Linked DNA regions of Mus musculus: region 1 is linked to region 2. The links are chromatin contacts, called in public HiChIP or PLAC-seq maps. All regions are on one chromosome and are shown on one strand. Each heading gives the region's core, a stretch centred on a gene start, on an enhancer-like site or on the middle of the called end of the contact. The rest is flanking DNA. Distances are from core to core; before and after follow the strand shown.

The links. HiChIP or PLAC-seq counts read pairs in DNA pulled down with a chosen protein or histone mark.
Region 1: an H3K27ac HiChIP or PLAC-seq map of stem cell-derived neural progenitor cells shows a contact between it and region 2, with 11 times the contacts expected there. The contact joins two enhancer-like sites. A contact is called at or near these places in 2 of 115 datasets of contacts at active chromatin or transcription factors (astrocytes and stem cell-derived neural progenitor cells) and 2 of 9 other capture datasets (embryonic tail and embryonic trunk).

Annotation. Positions count from the first base shown.
Region 1 is chr1:42,538,869-42,542,272 of GRCm38.p6, reverse strand. No RefSeq gene overlaps it. Among named protein-coding and RNA genes, the nearest start is that of Gm46089, 33 kb to the left of the region's middle. Within about 2 kb of position 1,897, at least 59 of the 459 cell types and tissues checked have an H3K27ac peak or open chromatin away from gene starts, as enhancers often do. A contact at or near this core is called in stem cell-derived neural progenitor cells, where this site is marked.
Region 2 is chr1:41,269,760-41,273,342 of GRCm38.p6, reverse strand. No RefSeq gene overlaps it. Among named protein-coding and RNA genes, the nearest start is that of 4930448I06Rik, 90 kb to the right of the region's middle. Within about 2 kb of position 2,147, at least 19 of the 459 cell types and tissues checked have an H3K27ac peak or open chromatin away from gene starts, as enhancers often do. A contact at or near this core is called in stem cell-derived neural progenitor cells, where this site is marked.

The DNA of each region.
Region 1 (3,404 bases), core at 648-3,147, 1.3 Mb before region 2:
TCTCCCCTTGGAAATTGACCTTTTAGCTAAAAGCATTGGAAACAGAAGAGGCATTCGTTAATCATTGATAGTTGGGATGGGGTTGGCTAAAATGTTTAAATAAACAAAATGATGCATGGGCTTCCCCCGGGTTTAAAGTCTTAAAGAGGTAACATTAGTGATCATATTTTTATAGTAAAGAGCTACAAGAAAGCCTTGGCTGAGCCTATAGCAGCGATATAGATTGTGACAAAGATTTTTTTTAAATACCAAGAGAATTAAAAATAGCCAGTTTTAATGTGGTTCTTTATAGTTTTCTTCAAGCACTTATATTCTCAAAGTGTGAAGATAATAGGAACCACTTGTGAGAATCAGCAAATAATAGAAAAATGGGGGGAAAAGTATTTAACAAAACCTCTGTGCCATTTAAATCAGCTGATGTCAAAAATAAAGGCCCCAACCAAGTCTGGGTTCCAACAGTGGGGGGTGGGGGGGAGGGCTGCCGCTGAAGAGATCTACTTCCTGTGGAGAGCACACTCCCTCCCTGGCATGTGTCAAGGCTACAGAGAATTTGATGCATCAACATGCAGAACACACAGATATGACCCTTGCCACCAGAATGTAGCCTTCCACCTGAACCGTATGAGTAACAGGTCTTATTCTCTCTCTGTCTCTCTCTGTGTTTCCCTGTCTCTCTGTCTCTGTCTCCATCTCTCTCTCTCCTTCTCTCCCCCCCCCCTGTCTCATTTTCTGTCCCCCCCCACCCCCACCCATGCCTTTCTCTCTGCATGTTCTCACAGTGAAAATAACACACGTATAATACGCCAACCTTGCGAGAACACAAACTGCCGGGGAACATTACCTTCTGGGCTGTGGCGGATTCATGAGTTCCCACCAGCTGCTTGGCTCTGTCCAGACATGTTCCAGTGATCACCCTGTTAAGACTGGCAATTAAACAGAGTGTTATAGCTAGGAGACCCCAAATTTGATTCTATCCTTCTTTCCTCTTTGCAGAACTCAATTTGATTTTTTTTTCCTCCTGTGCAGAGAAAAGTATGCATGGGTCGTTGATGGGAGTATGCGTATAACCCTGACACAGGGAAACAAAAGTGCCAGCCCTGTATAATAAAATACAGATTCCCTACCATAGAAGAAAATGAATTTTACAAAGGTGCAAATCCCCCATAGTCACTTCAAAGAACTGTGTGGTGGAAAATACACCTACTTCTTGCTATATTTCAACTGTCTTGTCTGTTAGAATGGCACAAGAGCTTCCTGGTTGGTTAACCTTTAAATATATAGAGAGATGGAATGTTGGTCTCATCTGAAGAAAGGAAAAGTCCAGATTAGTAAATATGAAAATCTTGCAGGTGTACAGTATGCTATAAAGGTGAAACTACAAGAAACATCTACAAAGTGTTGTTAGAGAAAAAGGAATATTGACAAAGAGCATTATACAATTATTTAAGACAATGCTCTGCGTGCTGAGAGAGAAAATGTGTCTTAATGTAGGACTGTTGGGATACACAGATTGTCAGGGGAGCTGAAAATAGTGCAGGGATGACCAAAGTTGAACGACCTAATGACTCGTGACATCTCTCCTTAAAAATAAATCCGATGGTGACAGAGGAATAACACATTAAAAAAAAAATTCCTCACCCGACCCGCAACCGGATTTCACATTATTAGTGCGGGCAAGTAAATTTTATGTGATGGTTTGTTGTATTTAAAGACAGTGTAAAACTCTCATTGCAAACAGTTGTTTACAGTGCGTTTTTCAGTACCGAGCTGTTTTAAAGCTCAATTGTGCATTTTGCAGATAAAGTGGGAAAACTAACTGAAGGCTGTATTGTAAGCAGCGGTTGCCGTGGAAACCCCAGTTTCAAGAGCTGGTTCTCCATTACCACTTAATTTAGGCTTCCTAATTGCATTCCACTAAATCGGCAGCGACAATATCTGCAGAGCAAAACTGCATGCCCAGTCTAGCGCAAACCTCTTTGAAACAGGCTTTTTGAAAGCCAGGAGCTATAAAAACTCAGCATGACGCGGGGCATATGAGAAACCTGTAGTTCAAATGTACCACTGCCTGCTTTCCAGTCCTTGGTAACTTCAGTGCGCTCCACACCAATCTATTAGTTCAGTCTACCTTAAAGATCATAAAGTTCTGTCATGTGGAAACTCATCTGTCCAGCAACACATTGGTGCAAAATAGATTTAATTGTACTCCCGGCTCGGTATCATGTCCATTTCATTTTACTACACACCAGCAGGTAGCCGGCACGCAGCCTCACTTCCCTTGAACTGCCATTGCTCTACAATGTGAAGAGAACAATACTTTCTCAGTCTAAAGTATTTGCCACTGTTGGGCTGAGTAGAGAGCTAGACCGCCCATATGTGACCTGAAGAAGAGGTTTGTCAGAACCACTAGACATAAAAGCGTTCCAATTATCGACCACACTGCCTTGCTAGAGGCAACTAATATGATAGTGTGAGCGACTGCGCTAGTGAGGAGCCCCTTCATCACTGTCAGATTACCACTCCAGTGAAACTCTTGTAAATCAGTCACATTATGCTACTGGTGGAAAAATAAACACAGACCTATTGTGCTCCGGATTCTGGAGGGCTCTCGGCAAACGGAGTTACACCGGACGGATGCCCTATTTGTCTGAATTTTTGTCATGTTTAGTATTTGGTGATTACTAACGTGGGAAGCGTTGGCAAGATTGAAGTTACCAACTGCGTTGAGATTCTGCAAGGGAAGCCTTGGCCTTTGGTGGCCAAGGAACAGGACAGCCTGGCTTTCTGGCAGGATGGGGGAGGAGGGTCCGGGTGTTGGGGGGGGGGGGGCTTGTGTGTGAGCGTCCAGTGGGAGAGGAAGCTGCTGACCCTTGATTGACAACAAAATCCCACAATTCTCGTTTTCTCTTTAAACAACGGATGCTTTCAAGCAAAATGCCTCACTATCTCGGAGCACAGGACTTCGTGCCAATCCTCCGCACAGCTCATCATTTCCTCGCTTGGGTCCTGAGGATTTGGCATCTATATTAGAGGCAAAGAGACTCTTTTGCTCCTAAGAGACAAGTAAATAACTACAGCGTTTTATCCTCTCCCTGGCGTCGGTACACGTTGCTAACGCCGCCCAGGAGCGGCTGCCAAGCGCTCCGCTATTGTCTCCTATCTCCCAAGGTTTTGAATGCCCTTGCCCTCCCAACTGCGGCTCTTCTGTGGGAATGAATGAGGCTTTTTCCAGGACAAGATTTTATGAATGAGACAGACTGTGTATTACAAGGCAAGAGGCTCCTGTGCATTCTTCAGATTAAAAAAAAAAAACAAAACCAAAAACCAAAAAAACAAAACCCAGTGTGAAGAGAATCCACCTCCCAGATCCAGTGATGAGAAGACAGGAAATCAACATCGCTGATGAC
Region 2 (3,583 bases), core at 898-3,397:
CAATCAATAAACAGTGTTGACTGAACTATGACTGGAACACCCACCACTCCAGGCCTGGACTCAGAAGCCCTCATTCACGTAACCATCTGGGGGGACCTGCCATTTTGAAAGTTTTACAAACATTTTTCATACCATGAGTGTGTGAATGGAGTTAAGACGTTAGTATGAGTCCATCTCTCAAAGGCCCCAATCCTCAGCTCCTCTGAACTTGCCAGAACATGTCTCTTTCCCAGGAACGTTCACACCTGATGGCTCACTCTACTTACATGGAGGAGAGCAACTCCACTTTACCTAGAACAGGAAGTGTGTACACACAAAGATACATGCAATATAAAAGGCTTGGAATAATATATTTTTGGTACAATATTGCTTATCCCCAAGTCTACTAGCTGTCAAAAGCTGTATATAATTACACTCATTAAGAAAAACAGGCATATATTCAATTACCTCCCTGCTGCCAATGCAGGAAACAAAACAGTTTCCTTTTTTATTATATCAGATATCTTGGTTTATGCCATGCATGCTAAAGTAACCACTCCTTGAGGCTTGGAACTGCAGCATTTCCAGTATATCTGGAGGATTATAATTGCGCACACACATCAATTATGGATTGGATTCGGCATTTTCAGATACGCTCCCAGATCGCAAAGACAGAACAATGGTCTCCAGGCATTTCCAGGCCAGTTTGATTACAGGTGTAATACAGGCAGCCTTGTTAGTTCTTCCTGATGAGAGTTTCCTTTCCCTGGTGGGGTTCTGGGAGAGAAACTGACCACTGCCTTATACTAGCAATTTCTTCCCATTCCCCAGGGATGCTTTAATGAGCCCCTCGGACATGGCCAAAGGCAATCTTGTTCTCCAGCCCAGTGAGGTGAAAAGCTAATGCTTACCCTACCAGGCAAGCAATAATTAATAAGGTGTCTTTGATTTATCTCCATTCATTAACCAAGTTACAAGTTTGGGGGTCTTAAGGAACACTGGTTACCCTATGATTTTCATTTACAAGTATTGAATGAAATATCCATGCCAAGATACATTTAAAAAAAAATTAACTCACAAGGAAAATAAATGAACGTGGAATACTAATTGGGAGAGAGAAACTGACAGATACTGCGAAAGATTGATTTTAGGGAAAATGGAGAAATCTGTTTTGTGTTTATTTTAAGGACAGGAAATGAATACTGATTAGTAATGTATAGGCGGTTGCGAGGTACAGCATTTGGTAATGTTTTTGCTGGATATTTGATTTGTCTAAGTTTTTCCCAGAATTGAGATCGGATGCCAGTTATCAGAGTTAGTTTTTTGGTTTAATAGTTAGTTGGACTTCCTTGAATACATGGCTCTTAAATCAGGAGCATTTGCTGTGCCTTCCTGTGGGAAAATAATCCAAGCACAAATGTTACACTGTCACAGACAGACATGCCTTCTCAAGGGAGGCAGAAAGCTGGTGCGAGGAGGGGGTTAAACTTCTTCTGGCTTAGATTTTACTAAGAAATTGCTCTGAGTTTTTAACAGATATTACCCATTTGGACTCGCAGGGGTGTTGGAGTACTGCAGCTCTTCCCTCCTAAGTGTCATATGGAAATCTATTTATCCATCTCTCCACCTATGGATCTATTGAGTCTACCCATTTGAGGGTTTATCTGTCTAGGGTGAAAGCAAAGCAAAACAAACAACAAACAAACAGAAAACAAATGTACTTTCCAAAACAAGAATGAGTAAAAGATGTGTTACAGTAGCCCTCTGAGAACAGAAGGTATGAACTATGCAACTAGCACAGTAAAGTTCTCCCCCTCCTCCACCTCCTCTCCCTCCTCCCCCTCCCTCTTCTCTCCCCCTTCCCCCTCCTCCTTCTCTCCCTCCTCCTTTTCTCCCTCCTTCCTCTCAGTCCCTCCTCCTCTGATGGGAGGAGGGCTCAGCTCATTTGCATTTGTTGCTCTCTATTCTTGTTAGGGACCTGTCACTGAGGCAGAAAAAGAGGTGACTGTGGGAGGTAGCCTGGGACTCAGGCTGAGTCTAGCTGCTCCCTAATCAGCTTTTCCAGAACACTTAGGTTCTCTGAAGAAATTTGGAGAATAGTGGGACTGTCTATGGAATACATGGGCTGGTGTCCATCCTCTGAGCCTTCTCGGGAGTTTGGCAAGTGAAGCCCTGATGCTGTAGTGACATCTAAAGGCGGACTCTTCCGATGATGTCTCACTCTAGCCAGCTTTGCTTCCTGCTTCTAACGATGGCTTCTGACTAACTTCTCCCAAACCTACAGGAAGCAACTTTAATTTAGATCTCATTTCTCCATCACTATGGCTGGGAGTGGAGGTTTTCCTCCCATCTATGAATGGCTCCCTTGTGAATCGTATCTGGTTGTTTTTATTACTACTGCAAACTGTCTTCTGCTCTGACATTTATTATTATCTGGCCCCTTGTCTTGAGGCTAAAGCAGGCTAAAGAGCACAATCCTGTCCCTGAGCCAGAATTCTGTCTTCAGTGCAGAGCTACCTGCCCTGTCCTCTGTGTTACTGGAATTAACAGGATAGTACAGAGGCCCCATGCGTTCCCTGCAAAGGACAAGCTTTGGCCAGGACACCTGCCGCTGTCATGACTAGGCTGGGGCAGTGGTTACCAGTTGGAGTAAGGAAACAGCATTTTCACATCGACTGCCTGCACTTGAACTGTGCTTTTGTTTCTTGTTAAATAGATGGCCTGTCCCCTATCAGTCTCCTGTCATTCAATCTGCTTAGCTCTTTCCTCTCCCACAGCACTCAGGTGGGAACTGTTTACCTTGGTGTGGTCCATCACCCAGGCAAACGTGGCTAGCCGCCTATAGGCTCACTGCCAAGCATCAGGGGACAGTTCAATGATGGAGGAGCCCTCTGCCCTGCAAGACTGGCAGGTCCAAAATGCTGTGTTTGATTCTCCTTCACTACCTTTAGACAGACTGTTTCTGAACTTCATTCTGTTTGTGAACTTGAACCTGGGTAGAAAATTGGGCAGTGGACCTAGGAGGCAGTGAATATGCACACATGTGTTTATGTACTAGTGGTGTGTGTGTGTGTGTGTGTGTGTGTGTGTGTGTGTGTGTGTGTGTAACTGCATTGAACGGATGGGAATCTTTCTTTGCCTTTCTTTTCCCGTTTTTCTTTTCGTTTTTAAGTGGCCTTGATAAAAGACCCATAAAGCCAAACTGAATAGTTTGAAGTTAATAACACTCATGGTAAAGGCCCAGGCATGGGCCCACTACCCTGCTCCTGCCAGTAATCCTAGCTTTGGGGATCTGAAATTTCCTAAAGATGTCTTAGTGTCCCATACACATGTGCTCTTGTATGTTCATAATCCTTTTCACTGGCTTCTTAGCTGCATGCTTTGTATTTAATTTTTCCTTCTGACCAAGTAAATCCCTTCGGATGAAGTGACAAGGTCTCTTCAGCACCCATAGCTGCTGATAGCTGGTGCGGAGACCCTGAAAGACCACAAAGTGTTCCTCACTAGCCTTCTTCAAGGCCAGTGCCAGCCACCAGCTGAGCGATTCCTTAGTCTCCCCTCCAGGCATCTGTCCATTGAAGAGGCTCCCAGAGAAGGCTAAAGA